Regions from separate parts of the Sus scrofa genome. Here region 1 is linked to region 2. A link is a contact called in public HiChIP or PLAC-seq data. All regions are on one chromosome and are shown on one strand. The core of a region is the stretch at or near the end of the contact, and the rest is flanking DNA. Distances in the headings are between cores, read along the strand shown. Region 1 has its middle 4.9 kb from the start of ABO. Region 2 overlaps RALGDS (ral guanine nucleotide dissociation stimulator).

Evidence for each region. HiChIP or PLAC-seq counts read pairs in DNA pulled down with a chosen protein or histone mark.
Region 1: a contact with region 2 is called in an H3K27ac HiChIP or PLAC-seq map of alveolar macrophages. The contact joins two enhancer-like sites. A contact is called at or near these places in 1 of 47 Hi-C or Micro-C datasets (embryonic fibroblasts) and 1 of 2 datasets of contacts at active chromatin or transcription factors (alveolar macrophages).

What each region holds. Positions count from the first base shown.
Region 1 is chr1:272,936,501-272,943,872 of Sscrofa11.1, reverse strand. No RefSeq gene overlaps it. Among named protein-coding and RNA genes, the nearest start is that of ABO, 4.9 kb to the right of the region's middle. Within about 2 kb of position 2,557, at least 6 of the 83 cell types and tissues checked have an H3K27ac peak or open chromatin away from gene starts, as enhancers often do. A contact at or near this core is called in alveolar macrophages, where this site is marked.
Region 2 is chr1:272,788,173-272,795,827 of Sscrofa11.1, reverse strand. It overlaps RALGDS (ral guanine nucleotide dissociation stimulator), which reads left to right. Exons shown (of 18, transcript XM_021070962.1): 2 at 4,554-4,664; 3 at 5,815-6,008; 4 at 6,533-6,592; 5 at 7,363-7,556. Among named protein-coding and RNA genes, the nearest start is that of CEL, 29 kb to the right of the region's middle. Within about 2 kb of position 2,102, at least 45 of the 83 cell types and tissues checked have an H3K27ac peak or open chromatin away from gene starts, as enhancers often do. A contact at or near this core is called in alveolar macrophages, where this site is marked.

The DNA of each region.
Region 1 (7,372 bases), core at 1,308-3,807, 150 kb before region 2:
CATCGAAACTGACCACAGATCACCATAACAAATATAACAATAGCAAAAAAATTGAAATATTGTGAGAATTAGCAAAAATGTGACACAGACATACAAGCAAATTCTGTTGGAAAAATGGTACCAATAGACTCGTTTGATGCAGGATTGCCACAAATTCTCAATTAAAAAATTTTTTAAATAAATTAAAAAAATTTTAAATAAATAAAAAAATTAAAAAAAATAAATTTTAAAAAAGGCATCCCCAAAGTTGAATGAAGCAAAGGACAGTAAAAGGAGGTCAGCCGCTAAAGGGAAGTCTCACACAGATGGAGCTGGGAGGCCAGAAGGGGGAGCTCTTGTGCACGCACTACCCTATGTGCAGACGGATGCCTGCAGAAAGATGAGCTCTGCGTCTCCACCAGCAGGGGGTGGAAGACTTTCACCTTGCCCGGCCTCAGCTCGATGGCTGACTGCCACAACTCAGCCAATGAAAAGCCACTATACCTCAAACTCAGCTTCCTCCAATGAACTTTTTGTTGCTAATAGCCCTTTCCAACTTTGCCTTCTGCTATAGAAGAGAGTTTCCTCTTGGAGTTCCCACTGTGGCTCAGCAGGTTAAGAACCCGACACAGTATCCCTGAGGATGCAGGGTCAATCCCTGGCCTCGCTCAGTGGGTTAAGGATCTGGCATTGCCGTGAGCTGTGGTGTAGTTTGCAGAGGTGGCTAGGATCCCCTGTTGCTGCGGCTGTGGTGTAGGCCAGCAGCTGCAGGTCTGATTGACCCCTAGCTGGGAACTTCCGTATGCCACGGGTACAGCCCTAAAAAGACAAAAGACAAAATTAAAAAAAAAAAAAAGTATCTGGCATTGCCACAAGCTGCAGCATAAGTCATGGATGTGGCTTGGAATCCAAGTTGCTGCGGCTGTGGTGTAGGCTACACATAGGTCCACATAAAATCCCGCACATGGACGTTATAACAGCCTTATTTTTAATTTTGCAGAGACTTAGTAGCAACCAAGATGTCCTTCTAGAAGTGAACAGCTAAACAAACTGGTACATCCAGGCAACGGTATAGTATTCTGCCCTAGAAAAAACTGAGCTATCAAGTTATAGAAAGACATGGAGGAACCACGAGTACATAATACTGAGTGAAAGAAGCCAACCTGAAAAGGCTATAAGCAGAATGATTCCAGCTATCTATGATAGTCTAGAAAAGTCAAAACCATAGAGCCAGTCAGAAAAGATCAGTAGTTGCCAGGGATTGAGGGGAGATGGGGGATAGACACGCAGAGCACAGAGGACATTAAGAGCAGTAAAACAAGTCTGCCTGATGATGCAATGCTGGATACACGGCATGCATTTGTTAAAACCCACAGATTGAACGGCAGCAAGAGCGAACCTCAATGTAAACTATGGATGTTGGGTGATGGTGACGTATCAATGTGGGGTCACTGACTGTAGCCTGTGCTGCAGGATGTCAGTTGTGGGGGTGGCTGTGTGTATGCAGACGTGAGGTTTTGTGGGAACTCTTTGTACTTTGCTGTGAACCTAGAAACTGCTCTAAAAAATTAAGTTCATGGGAATTCTCTCTGTGGTTCAGAGGTTAACAAACCTGACATCCATGAGGATGTGGATTTGATCTCTGGCTTCACTCCATGGGTTAAGCTCCGGCGTGGCCATGAGCTGTGTTGTAAGTCACAGATGTGGTTCGGATCCTGTGTTGCTGCGGCTTAGGCATAGGACAATGGCTATAACTCTGATTCGACCCCTAGCCTGAGAACCTCCATATGCTGCAGGTGCGGCCCTAAAAAGCAAAAATAAATAAATAAAATTTTTAAAGTTTATTGATTGAAAATACAGACTGCTCATTAAAACGGAATGCTTTTCTCTGGAAGTGTCATGTGTGGCTTCTGGTCACATTTCCTCCCCAGAACCAGTCCCACGGTTGCCCCAAACTTCCAGCAGAAATGCAGTTCTACCCTGGAAAGTGCCTGCAAGGAGAGGGTCAGGATGTTCACAAGAGCCCTAACGCCTCCTGAGCAAAAGTTGCCTGCCACCACTCTTGGCACAGATTTCTGTATCAAGCAGAGCTCTTATGCGCAATCAACTCTGTTGATTTTAATAGAAAGGGGATTTATTAAAATGGCACTGGTTCATCCAACTTGAAGATGTCAGTCTAAAGCTGGCAGTTCCTCTATTCTCCTTTCGGAAAGCACCAAAAGCCAACTACGGAAAACAAAAACCAGGAAACAAACTCTTAGAGGTGACTAAGGAGGGATGTAGTATCGTGGACCATGCAGTAGGTTGGACTGGATGTGGAAGATAGCAGAGAGGGATCAGGGGAGCAGAATGAAGTGAGGAGGAGATGTCCTTGATTACAGGTCTCTGGAAGCATTGGTGAGCCCCTTTCCCCAAGGTGCAAACACAAAATCCTGTTCTAGCTGGGAGGGTGGGGTGGATGACACGGCAACCAGAGCCATCATGGAAGTTTGCTTCTGAGAAGCAGAGGGTGTGGTGCTGGGTGAAGACTCATAGAAATACAATGTATTTGCAGAACTGTCTTCCTGTTGGGGGCTGGGGTGAGAGAGATATTGTGCTGGCAGCATTCCTACAGCTTCCTGTTCTCTCTGAGTCAGGGATTTAAAGGCTAAAGGATCTGACACATAAGGAACTGACACATAAGGAACTGACACATAAGGAACATCCTTGTGGCCCTTAATTATGATCTTGTTCCCTCCCACAGTGACACTTGTGCAAATGCCCATGCCAGAAAATACCTTATTTATGGATAAGTTTCAAAATGGGAATTGGCATAGGATCTATGGAAAAATATTACAAGATCAAAAGGAGAAAAGAACAGGTGAAACTCATGGCAAGTGAAGAAGCTGTGCCCCAAATTTTATGCCATGGAACAGATGGAACTTTTTTTCACATATTTCTCCATGAATTAAAAAAAAATGATCCTGGGATAGACCATGATGGAAAAGAATATAGAAAAGAATGTGCATGTATATATAACTGAGAGACTTTGCTGTACAGCAGAAATTGGCACAACATTGTAAATCAACTGTGATAAAAATTTTTTTTAATGAAGCAGTCCCCTCCATAAAACAAAACCCAAAGCAGAAAAACATGAGCTTATGGAGGAACTAGTGAGTTAACAGAAGGATTGAAAAACATAAATCAGGGAAGTTCCCTTGTGGGGAAGTGAGCTAAGGATACAACATTGCTGAAAGTGCAGCTCGGGTTCAGTCCCTGGTGTGGCCAAAAAAAAGAAAAAAAAAAGGAAAATGTAAGTTAGACAAACTCATAGAAAGAGGGGAAGAAAAAGAAATCATCAAAGAAATTAAAATTAGAAGCTGCATATGAAAGAATAAACACTCCTAAAAACACATGAAGGGACATAGAAAACGACATGACCATAGGGGGTCCAAAAGGAGAAGGGAGAGAGAAAGGGGCTGAGAACGTATTTGAGGTCATGGTAGCTGAAAAATTCCCTAACCTGTGGAAGGAAACAGACATCTAGATCCAGAAAGCAGAGTCCCAAATGGGATCAAGCCAAAGAGGCTCACCCCAAGCCCCACTGTAATTAACATGGCAAAAATTAAAGATAAGGAGAGAATATTAAAAGCAACAAGTTACATACAGGGCGACTCCCATAAGGCCACCAGCAGAATTTCCAGCAGGAACTGCAGGCCACAAGGGAGTGGCATGATAGAGTTAACGTGATGAAAGGGAAAAACCTACAGCCAAGAATACTCTGCCCAGCAAGGCCTTTCATTCAGATTTCATGGAGAGATCAAAAACTTCACAAACAAGCACAAGCTAAAAGAATTCACCATCCCTAAACCAGCTTTACAAGAAATATGGAAAAGTCTCTATGCAAAAAAGAAAAGGCTGCGACTAGAAACAAGACAATTACAAAAGGAAAAAGCTCATCAGCAAAGGCAGCCATACTGTAAAGGTAATAAATCAACCATGTGCAAAACTTGTAGGGAGGTTAAAAGAAAAAGTAGTAAAATCATCTATATTGGCAATATGTAGTTAAGGGGAAACACAAGACAAAAAAATATATAAAATGTGATATGAAAACCCAAAAATGCTGGGAAAGGGGGTAGTAAAAATGCATGGTTGTTAAAATGTGTTTGACTTAGGAGATCAGCGACTTAATTACACACATGCGCACGCACACACACACACACACACACACACACACACACACACAGAGTGTGGGTGAAGCAGTTGATAGCTATGTAATATCTTTATTGTAACCAGACATCATGATGGTCATTTGGAAATGTGTAGGAATACCAAGTCACTCTGTTGCCTAAAACTGGTATCGTCCTGTAGGTAGGTTACACTTCAAAAACAAATGCATTGGAGTTCCCATCGTGGCGCAGTGGTTAACGAATCCGACTAGGAACCATGAGGTTGCAGGTTCGATCCCTGCCCTTGCTCAGTGGGTTAAGGATCCGGCGTTGCTGTGAGCTGTGGTGTAGGTTGCAGACGCGGCTCGGATCCTGCATTGCTGTGGCTCTGGCGTAGACCAGCAGCTACAGCTCCGATTCAACCCCTAGCCTGGGAACCTCCATATGCCGCAGGAGCGGCCCAAGAAATGGCAAAAAGACAAAACAAAACAAAATAAAAAACAAAAAACAAATGCACCAAAGAAAAGATCTGAGTTCCCAGCATGGCTCGGCGGTTAGAGAACCGAACTAGCATCTATGAGGTTGTGGGTTCGATCCCTGGCCTTGCTCAGTGGGTTAAGGATCTGGCATTGCTGCGAGCTGTGGTGCAGGTTGCAGATGTGGCTTGGATCCTCCATGGCTGTGGCTGTGGTGTAGGCCCGTGGCTTCTGCCCTGATTGGACCCCTAGCCTGGGAACTTCCATAGGCCCCGGGTGTGGCCCCCAAAAGACAAAAAGACAAAGAAAAAAAAGGGAAAGCGAGGAAAGATCATCTTTGTGGTTACCAGGGGGTGGAAGGAGGGGAACTGGATAAAAATGGTTAAAATGTACAAATTTCCAGTGATAAATACGTCCTAAGGATGTAAATGTACAAGATGAGAATATAATTAACACTGTTTTATGTTATACATGAAAGTTGCTAAGAGGGTAAATCCTAAGTTCTTGTCACAGCAATTATTTTTTTGGCCACACCCAAGCCTGAGGAAGTTCCTGCGCCAGGGATCGAACCCACACCACAGCCGTGGCCTGCGTTGTGGAAGGGACAGCACCAGATCCTTAACCCACTGTGCCACGAGAGAACTCGTTTTTCCTGTTTCTTTAACTTTGTGTCGACAGGAGATGATGGATGTTCACTAAACTTGTGACGATGATTTCATGATGTGTACAGATCTTAAATTTATACAGGGCTGTGGGTCGGATGCGTCTCAGTAAAAGGGGAAGAAAAAAGCCCCAAATATACACAGAAATGTACAGATGCAACTTATTAAAATATGGGCGCAAATTCTAGAAAAATTAAGCAGGACGTTGAAGGGGTCTCTAGGGGTGGGACTTGGGGATGGAGAAGTTTCCGGGTAGAATCTGACTATTCATTATAAACTTTGTGGCCCTGTTACAAGTAGTTCCTTTATTTAGAAGAAGGCGGGAGTTCCCTTCGTGGTGGAGCGGGTAACGAACCTCACTAGCATCCCTGATTCGATCCCTGTCCTCGCTTCGCGGGGTAAGGATGCAGCGTTGCCGTGAGCTGTGGTGTAGGTCGCAGACACGGCTGGGATCCAGCATTGCTGTGGTTGTGGTGGGGGCCGGTGGCTACAGCTCCGATTGGACCCCTAGCCTGGGAACCTCTACATGCTGCGGGTGCGGCCCCCAAAAGACAAAAACAAACAAACAAATACCTAAAAAATCGAACACATAACTGGGTGCGGGGTGCGGGGGGCGGGGAGTGGGTACTGCAGACGTGCAGGCTGGGCAAGAACTTGGCGGTGCCCGGTGCCCGGGGAGGAGGGGCAGCAAGGCTGAGGGCTGAGGCTCAGGGAGGGAGCAGAGGGCCGGAAGTCACTGGCTGGGTTGGAGTGTCGCGGGGGCTTGTGGAGGAGACAAGGCGGGAAGTCCTAGACACTGGGGAGGGTGGGGGGGCCTCGCCAGGAGAGGGAATCATCTCCTGAGCATAAAGAAGAAGGGAACGGGGTGCGGGGGTTGGGGAGAGCAGGGACAATGGACAGGGTTGTGACCAAGCCTTGAGGCTTCCTTGGGGGTGGACGCCTGCATTGAGCTGGAGCCACGTGGCCCAGCTGGGTGTCTCTCCCCAGCGCCCCCCAGGGTGGGCACAGAGAATGTGGTGGTCTAGGGTGTGTACCCAGCGGATGGTGCGGGGAGGAGAGGGGGGCCGCTGTCCTGGGGAGAGAGGGCGGGAGAGGCGGGACCTGGCCCCTTTTCTCCACCGGGTCCCCAGTGCCTCTGACACGGCCAGCCTCGTAGCAGGCCCCCAAAGCAGTCATTGAGTAAATGGTCCTTTATGCATCAGGTCTCACTGGGGACCTTGCCTTCCACAGGGGACTCAAGGCACCGGTCAGGGTGTGGTTCGGGCTTATGTGCTGGGCCCGGCCAGGTGCACGCAGAACCCCCGACCCCCGACCCCCGACCCCGACCCCCGACCCCCGGGCAGGAGTGAATGGGAAAACCAACTGGAGCTGAGGGGTGTAGAGGAGGAGGCCTATGTGGGGTTGGGGGAGAGACGAAGCCGTTCTTGGGGTCACAAGGAGTTTGCGGAGGTGGGGCTCACAGCAGCAGGTGGGGACGGTGGCCAGGGCTGAGGGGGCCCTGGGAGGTGGACTCGGTCTCAGGGCCGTGTGTGTTCAGAGGGCTTTCACTCATAAGCTGATCTGGCAGCTCAGGGGCCGGGTGGCCCAGGGGTGCGGGGAGGAAGGCTGTTTATTTCGCGGAGGCAGAAATGGCTCTGAACGGCAGGAATCTGAGCATGAGCCGGGGGCCAAAGTCCTCCGCTGACACTGGCAAGTGTCACAAGTCGGGATCAAGAGTTGCAGGAACACTTACGGAGGTTGGGTTGAACAGACCAGCGCAGGGCAAGGGCGTGGCCGGGCAGCGGGGAGCACCTGTCACAGAGCCACTTGGGCAGGGGGGCCAGCAGGCAGGGGGAGAGAGGTGGGCAGAGGGGCCTGGAAGGGCCCCCCTTTCCCCTTTGGTAAGACAGAGGCTGGAGTAAGTCTGAGGAAGAACCTGAGCTGTAAGGCGGTTGTGACCCACCTGGATGGGCTTAGGCAGCAGGGCTTGGACTGTGCCCCCTGTTTTCCTTTGCACACTGGGCCTGGCTCCGCCCCTCCCGTGTGCCTGGCACCTGGAACCTTGGCCCCATCTGCGTCATTACCATCTGTGGGCTCTCATTCCTTCCTCTCCTGGCCACATGGGCAC
Region 2 (7,655 bases), core at 853-3,352:
TGAACGAGACAACCAGCCCAACAAGCAGTCCCCACAGTGCCTGGCACAGCGTCAGAGCTGGACAGGTGGTGGCTACCGCAATTGCGTCTTCTGACGGTGCCAGGGGAGGGCCCGCTCCCGGCGCTCCAGGACACTGGCCGGTGCTGTCGGCACGGTGCTTCCCAGGCCTGGGTTCTTGCAGCAGACCTTGGGCCTATGGGTGCTCTGGCTGTCCCGTGATAGGAGGCCTGACAATCAGGATGGGCAGAGGACGAGGTGGGCCAGGCCAGCCTGACATCTGGTCTCCCCCCCATGTGAGGCGCGATTCTCCTCCAAAGGCCGATGAGTAGCTGGGCTTGTGTTGGCCAGGGAGGTTCTTAGGGGAGATGGGGCAGCTTCTGTGGGGGCTCAGTTTGAAGCTCTCCCCAAACCCCAGCTTCTGGGGTCACTGAGCTCCCTGGTGGCCTTGCTAATCAGGCCCCTTGTGTGGTTCCCTGCCAAGGCCACCTCTGGGCTGTGAAGCCTGGGGACCAAAAGAGTGGCCCACCCCCATCCTTGAGTGATCCTGAGTCGTCACCGGGGTCTCGTTGGGGCTCTTGGGCTCCGGGTGCAGGACACCTGCCTGAGGGTGGGGCCAGGCCCAAAGGTGAGACCCTGCCGCATCCTGGGACGGTCACACACTGTTGGCGTGTTCACTCTGCCTGCCTTGTTGGGCAGATGGTCTAAGAGAGGACCTAGGACGTAGCCTTGAGAAGCCTCGAGTTCTCTCCTCTGCCTGGACACTCTCCCCTTGACCATCTCCCCTGGGCCTTGGTCTCCACATCTGTAAAATGGGTGCGAGACTTTGTATTCAAACTGTCTGGGGAGCCTGGGATTCTGAGAGGCTGACGCTGAGCCCCGATCCCTCTGGAGTTTGGGCTCCCGCATTCGAACCAAGGCAAAAAGGTCAGGAGGCTGCAGGCCTGGTTCCCTCCTCCCTGCAGCGTTTCAGGATGACCTGCTCTCCGTGTCACAGGGGCCTCCTCCAGGTTCCCAGAGCATCTGGCGGTCCTCCGGGGAGGTTTCCCGGCCCCGGCGTCCACCGTCAGCTCCCCAGCAACAGCGTCCTCTGGTCCAGTTCCTGGGCACTTTGTATGCCCAGCGCCGAGCTGGTCCCGGGGCACGTGTCCCCTCTCGGGACCCTGTTGGAAAGCTGCTGCCCTTCCCCCATCTCCCATTCAGGCTCAGGGGGCCGAGGGCTGCGGCTCGGCCAAGGGGACCCTGGAGAAGGGCCTCGTGTACCCAGGGCCAGGGGGTGCTGGGGGGAGGCCGGCCGAGGGCCTCAGGTTGAACTCTGTGGCTCAGTGGACCTGGGCGGCAGCTCAGCGGGGTGCCACGAGGTCCCCGAGTGGTGATCTCCTGCTCGTGGAGGCCACCCGGCTCCCCCACCCCCACCCCACCCGAGACCCGGTTCTCGCGTCATCCCAGGCAGGAGCCGGGAGGAGTGGGGTGCGGGCTCAGGGCCTCCTCCTCCATCTGCCTCAGCCCTCGGCCAGGTCTCCTGAGGAGGGGCCGGTCTGCGGCCGGAGGCATCTGTGGGTCTGAAGGCCCCATATGGCCCCGAGTTGTAGCTTCCGCAGGAAGAATAGAGCTGAGCCAGAGCCACGGGGGGCCATCGGGACAGGAGAAGGTCCGCTTCCATCTGTGCGGGTGCAAGCCACCTTCCGGGGAGCTGGCGGGGCTGGCGAGAAGCCTGGCAGGTCCCCTCGGGTCTCTCCTGAAGGAAGGGGTGCGATTGGCCCCTGGGGCCTCATTACTCTGCCTTGAGGGGAACCAGGGCTTGGCCTGCAGTCAGCTGGGGACACCGCATCCTGCTGGCTGATCAGGTGACACACGGACAGATGCCACCCAGGCGGTCTCTTGTCTCTGGGGCTCTGGGCTGTGCTCTGAGGGTGTGGGGCGCCCTGCGGCCCATTCTGCCAGCCTCTGCTCACCCAGAGGCCCCTCCCCACCCACTCCACCAGGCCCAGCTGTGTCCCAGGGCTCTGGGGATGACTGTGGGTACCTGCTTGGGGCCGGACAGGAGGACCTGTCCCCTGAGGACACAGCCGCCCACGTGGCATTCTTTTCCCCTGACAGCTCAGCGCTGCCCTGTGGACACCTCCCCCAGGGATCTGCTGTCTGCTCGGCCACTCCCTCCCCCCACCCCAGCGCCCCAGCTCCTGCCAGAATGTCCCCAGGGGCTTGGCACTGCCTGCCCTGGGTCTGTGCAGTCGGCTCTGCTAACAGAACGGGTCACCCGTGGGGGCCGGGGCCCTGTCCCTCCTGCCCCAGAGTGTCCATGGGGCAGACACCAGGGCTGCTGGCGCTTTCTTTCTCCGTCCCTGGAAGAGCGGTGGGAGCAGGGAGCAGTGCCCCACGCTGCCACTTGGTGCCCAGGACCTGGCAGCTCTCTCGGAGCCCGCTCCGCTCTTGGCTCTTGTAGTTGGTTTAAATGGCGCCTGCTCTCAGCGCTGCTCTGACGGTCTGGTTTTGTTCCTCCTGCTGCCGCCGCCGTGAAGGGACCGTGACGGGACCGGGGAGGACGGGGTTAGCTCCTTGGGGCTGGAGGAGCCCCCATCTGTGTGACAGGGCGTTGACTCCCCTGGCCCAGCATGTGTGGCTCTCAGCGTCCTGCCCTGCCCCCCACCCGGCTGGCAGAAGGGGCCCCTTGGGGTGGGGGAAGGGCTCGGGGATCACATGACACCCAGGCAGGGCCAGCCAGCTGCTTGGCTGCCAGCGAGGCCCATGGCTCACTGCAGAGCCGCTATTTCAACCCGCTTAGGGATGGCGAGGCCCCCGTGCATTGGCCTGGCCGGGGGCCGGGGGGGCACTTCTGTCCAGCAGGCTTTGATGGAGCCCCGCTGGGAGCCAGGTGCTGGGCGGGCTCCCACGGGGTTCATGTCCAGTGCCCCCTGCTGCCAAACGCTCCAAACCGCTGCCAGCGACTTGGGTGCTTAGGACACTGGCTTCCAGCTGGACAGATGTACCCGGCATCCCCGGGAGAGGACAGGCCTTCCAGGAGGGCCCGCAGCCTTCACAGGAGGCGGTCTGGACCCCTGAGAAGATGCAGGGGGTGGGGGGACAGGGCCCTGGTCTGGCAGGTGGACGGCAGGCTCCCGACATCCCCGCCGCCTCTCCCAGGCAGGGGAGGGATGAGTGAGGCCGGGGAAGAAAGTGAGCATCTGTTAGAGTTTTCCTGCATCAGGAGGAGGAATTTCCCCTCCTCGAAGGGAGGGTTGGACCTCCCCCAGCGTGGGCTGTTGTGCGCTGGGGGGGGGGGGCCCATTGCGGGGGTGCTCTGCCCACGGGTTCCGTGCTAGCTTCCCAGAAATGCCCGGCTTTCTCTGCGGAGGAGGTGAAGGGTCAGGAGCCTGGCGTGATTGCACCGGCTTTCCCGTTGGTACGATGCCCAGGGTGGGAGGGAGGCCTCAGGTCAGAGGAAGTGGCTTTCCGGAGGATGGCCCGGGCCTCCCAGAGCCCTCCCAGCACCCTTGAGGCAGGAGGTAAGAGGCCCAGGCCCCCCGGCCCCTGACCCCAGGGGTGCTGATGGCCCAGGGGGGACAGCCCACAAGACCCTGGGCACCTGGTTCTACTCAGGGGCCCACCTTGGGCCAAGGCTTTAGGGAGGGGCTGTCAGCGGGACCCAGGATGAGTCAGCTCTTTCGCTGGGGCTTCTCTGAGCTCTGTGCCCACCCTGAGTTGGGCAGTGACCTGTGGTCCCAGCTAGTGGCCCTGGCCATGTGACCGATGGCCCTCTGCCATCTGGTGTTCCCACCTCCTCCCTAAACTTTCAATGTCTGTATCTTTACTCCTAGGGACCCCTTTCTGCCCAGGGCCCAGGGAGCAGCCAGATGACCCCCGTGATTCGGGGTCGTGTGGAACCCCAGCCATTAGCCCAGATGGCAGCACCGCTGTCCTTGTGCTGTCCCCGTGCACGTGATGACAGAGGGAACTGGGAATTCCTCTGTTGCTCAAGAGAGCACACGCACGTGAATGAGCAGAAAGGGAAGGAAGTAGCCTTGGTTTGGCCGTCGAGGATGCCCACACCTGCCCCAGACCCAAGGGGCTGACACCAGGGCCAGGGCGGCTGTGGTGCATAGCCTGGCAAATGAGGGTGGGCAGGCTCCCTCCTTGGGGGGCTGGAGCTGCCTAGGTGCCGTTGGCTGAGTCAGGCCCTGGGCTCCCGGGTCTGCTGGGGCTTTGGCGCGGGGGCTCTTCACTCGGCCTCTGTGTGTTTGTCTGAGAAATGGCCACATGGCAGGACTTGTCTTGGGGGGGTGGCAGGAACAGGCTGTGGTGGGGTTGGACCCCCCGTGAGTGCATCTTGCTCGCTCGCAGCCCCAGCGGGCGGGGGTGGGGGCTCGGCGCCTGCCTGCCCCAACAGTAAGCCCCAGCCCCCTAGCTGTCGCCCCATTTCGTCCCGGACCAGAGGGCTCTGTGGCCACTGATCTTCGCCTCATCTGGCGAACAGAAGGTGGCACGGGGGCATCCGCCGGCAGCGCGGTTGGCCAGGCCGTGCCACCCCTACCAACGGCTGGACGCTGTCCTTGCAGAGCTCCACACAGGAGATTGGCGAGGAGCTGGTCAACGGGGTCGTGTACTCCATCTCCCTGCGGAAGGTCCAGGTGCACCACGGAGCCACCAAGGGCCAGCGCTGGCTCGGGGTGAGTGCGGACGCGGGGCGGGAAAGCGCCGTGCCCAGAACCCCTGGCGACTCCCTCCCAGGCTTTCCTGCCTGAGAGCCCCCAGCCCTGCTCCCACTGCCCAGCCCTGGGCCGGGCCAAGTGCACGCGCGCCGTCCACACATTTGCATGAACATCAGAACAGACACTTTCAGGGTTCCCGGGTGGCCTAGTGGTAAAAGGATCTGGGGGTTGTCACCGTAGTGGCTCAGGTCACTGACCTCTGTGCAGTGAGTTTGCTCTCAAAAGAAAAATAACGACACCTTCGTACTATTTTCATTTCATGTTAGGCCAGGATTACGTATGTGTTTTGCCTGAATACGTGGGGTTTTTTTTTTTTTAGTCTTGTAGCCGCACACAGCATATGGAAGCTCCTGGGCCCAAGATCGAACCTGCGCCTCGGCAGTGACCCGAGTTGCTGCAGATTCTTAACCCATTGTGCCACAGCGGGAACTCCGCTGCAGTATGTCTAACACGGCTGCCTTCTGCTGTCCTGAGTAGCCGTCAGTCTGTCCTGCACCTCTGCCACGCCTTATAGCACCACACTTAGTAGGACTTTTTGTTACCCTTAAAGAGCTCAGGCTGCTCTGCACAGACTTCGGCAACTTGCTCTCAAGGAGCACAGCCCGACCCCTCCCTCCAGGTCAGCGCAGAGGGCCTGGCAGGTGCACGACGTTTTTTCGGAAGGCAGGCCAGTTAGCACCCTGAGTCAGCTTTTGCTGCTGGGGACCTTGGCCTGGCTCCTTTCTGTGGCCGTTTCCAAAGTGCTGCTCCGAACAGCCTGCACGTCCTGGGATCCTGCTCCCTCCCACCCCAGCGCGAGCCTCTGTTGTCTCAGCTCTAGAATGGGCAGGTTCGGCCAGGCAGGGCTCGCGGGGGTGACACTCTTGGTGTGACCAGGTGCTGTCATTACTCAGCTCATCAGATGACCTAAGGAGGATTTGTCTGCACCCCTCCTGCAATCCTGGCTTTCATACTGAGCACCTTTTTCTGCTCAGGGGACCCCTCGTGTCTCATCTCCAGCCCAAAGTCACCGAGCCCAGGAGATCCTCTGAGCTCCAGCCCCCCGCCCTCCCAGTGGCCCAGGTGCTGCCGCTGACCTGACCATCCGTCCTGCTTTGTCCCACCCCAGTGTGAAAATGAGTCGGCCCTGAACCTGTATGAGACCTGCAAGGTGCGGACGGTGAAGGCAGGTACCCTGGAGAAGCTGGTGGGGCACCTGGTGCCCGCCTTCCAGGGCAGCGACCTCTCCTACGTCACCGTCTTCCTGTGCACCTACCGGGCCTTCACCACCACCCAGCAAGTCCTGGACCTGCTGTTCGAAAGGTGAGCGCCCCGCCCCCCAGCGCAGCGGCTCCCGCCCACCTCCTGGCTGTGCTGCTTCAGAGGATACAGGGCCTCTCTGAGCCTGGCTTTGCTCGGGTCAAAGCCAGGCTGCCAAGAGGCCGACCTCACAAGGTTGTCAGCACTGTGGGACAGACACGGACAGTGTCACCCTGGGCCTGGCCATGGAAGGGGCCGCTGAGGGACGTGGGGGTTCTTCCCGAGGTGTCCCTCTCCCCCCGTGAAGAAGCTCTCTGCCTCCCCATTTGGAAAGGAGGTTGGGGATCCTGTCTCGGGGGCCCCCTCCTGGGAGTGGCCAGAGCTGGGTCACCGGGGCCGGCCGAGGGCCCAGGCCCACTCGGCTCTCTGTAAGGTGCTGAGCACTTTGCTGGGCACAGGGCCGATCTCAGTGAGCCGGGCAGACCTCTCCCCACCCTCCCGGGCCCTGTCCTAGTTGGGGAGTCGGCCCGTAACCCTGGACCTCACAGCAGGTACGGTAGGTGTGACGCACTCACGGCCTCCTCTAGATACGGCTGCATCCTGCCTTATGCCCACGAGGACGGCGGGCCCCAGGACCAGCTGAAAAAGTGAGTCGACTTTGGGTCTCATGGGAGGGACCTGTCTCCAGGTGGGGACATTTGGGGGCCAAGCCTGAGGGGTGGGGCAGAACCCTGGCTGCTGCACCTCTGGTGATTAGAGGGCCAAGGTCTGGGGGCTTCTCCTGCAGAGGGGAAGGAGTCAGAGCCTGCCTGGGTCCTGCGTCCCCAGGGAGCAGAGCAGAGGCTGGGGCCCCATCCCCACCCAGATCCGGGGCCCTGGACAGGAGGCACGTCACTCCCGGGAGCGCTCAGCTGGGGCTCAGGAGAGCTGTCAGGGCTCGGGGGCCGGCTGGGTCCCCATTCTGAGAACAGTGTCATTGGGGGGACGAGAGCCGCATGTGGGCAGAGACCAAGGCAGCTGTCACTGCGAGAGCTGCAGGTCCAGGTGTGCGAGGCCCATGAAACGCTCTGCTTGTCCCCTCCTCGCTCCCACACTTCTGCAGCACCTACCTGGGTGTCCTGCAGTTTCCCTCCCAGTGGGTGGGGGGTGGGCAGACAGTAGTGAGTCAGGCTCCCCTGAGGAAGGGGGGGGCGGTGTCGCCATGGATGGAGGGGAGGGTGCCCTCCTGCAGAGACTGCCCGCCCTGCCTGCCAACCAGGCTGCCCCTGCCTAGCAGCCCTGTGGGGGGTGAGCTGGGGTGGGACCGGCCTCTTGATAGGCAGGGGGGCCCAGAAGCCCCCATGGGGGTGCCAGGGGAGGGCCTCCGGAAGCAAAGGCCAGCCTCTGACTCTCCTGCCCACCCGCCCTCCTGCCCCAGTGCCATCTCCTCCATCCTGGGCACCTGGCTGGACCAGTACTCGGAGGACTTCTGTCAGCCCCCCGACTTTCCCTGCCTCAAGCAGCTGGTGGCCTATGTGCAGCTCAACATGCCCGGCTCCGACCTGGAGCGCCGTGCCCACCTTCTCCTGGCCCAGCTGGAGCATGCAGAACTCACCCAGGCAGAGCCAGAGGGTGAGGCAGCCGGGGCGGGTACTGGCCATGGGGGAGCCCCGAGGCGGCTGCTGGGCCAGGGCACCCCCGCAAGGACTGCAGTCGGGAAGGCATCCTGGG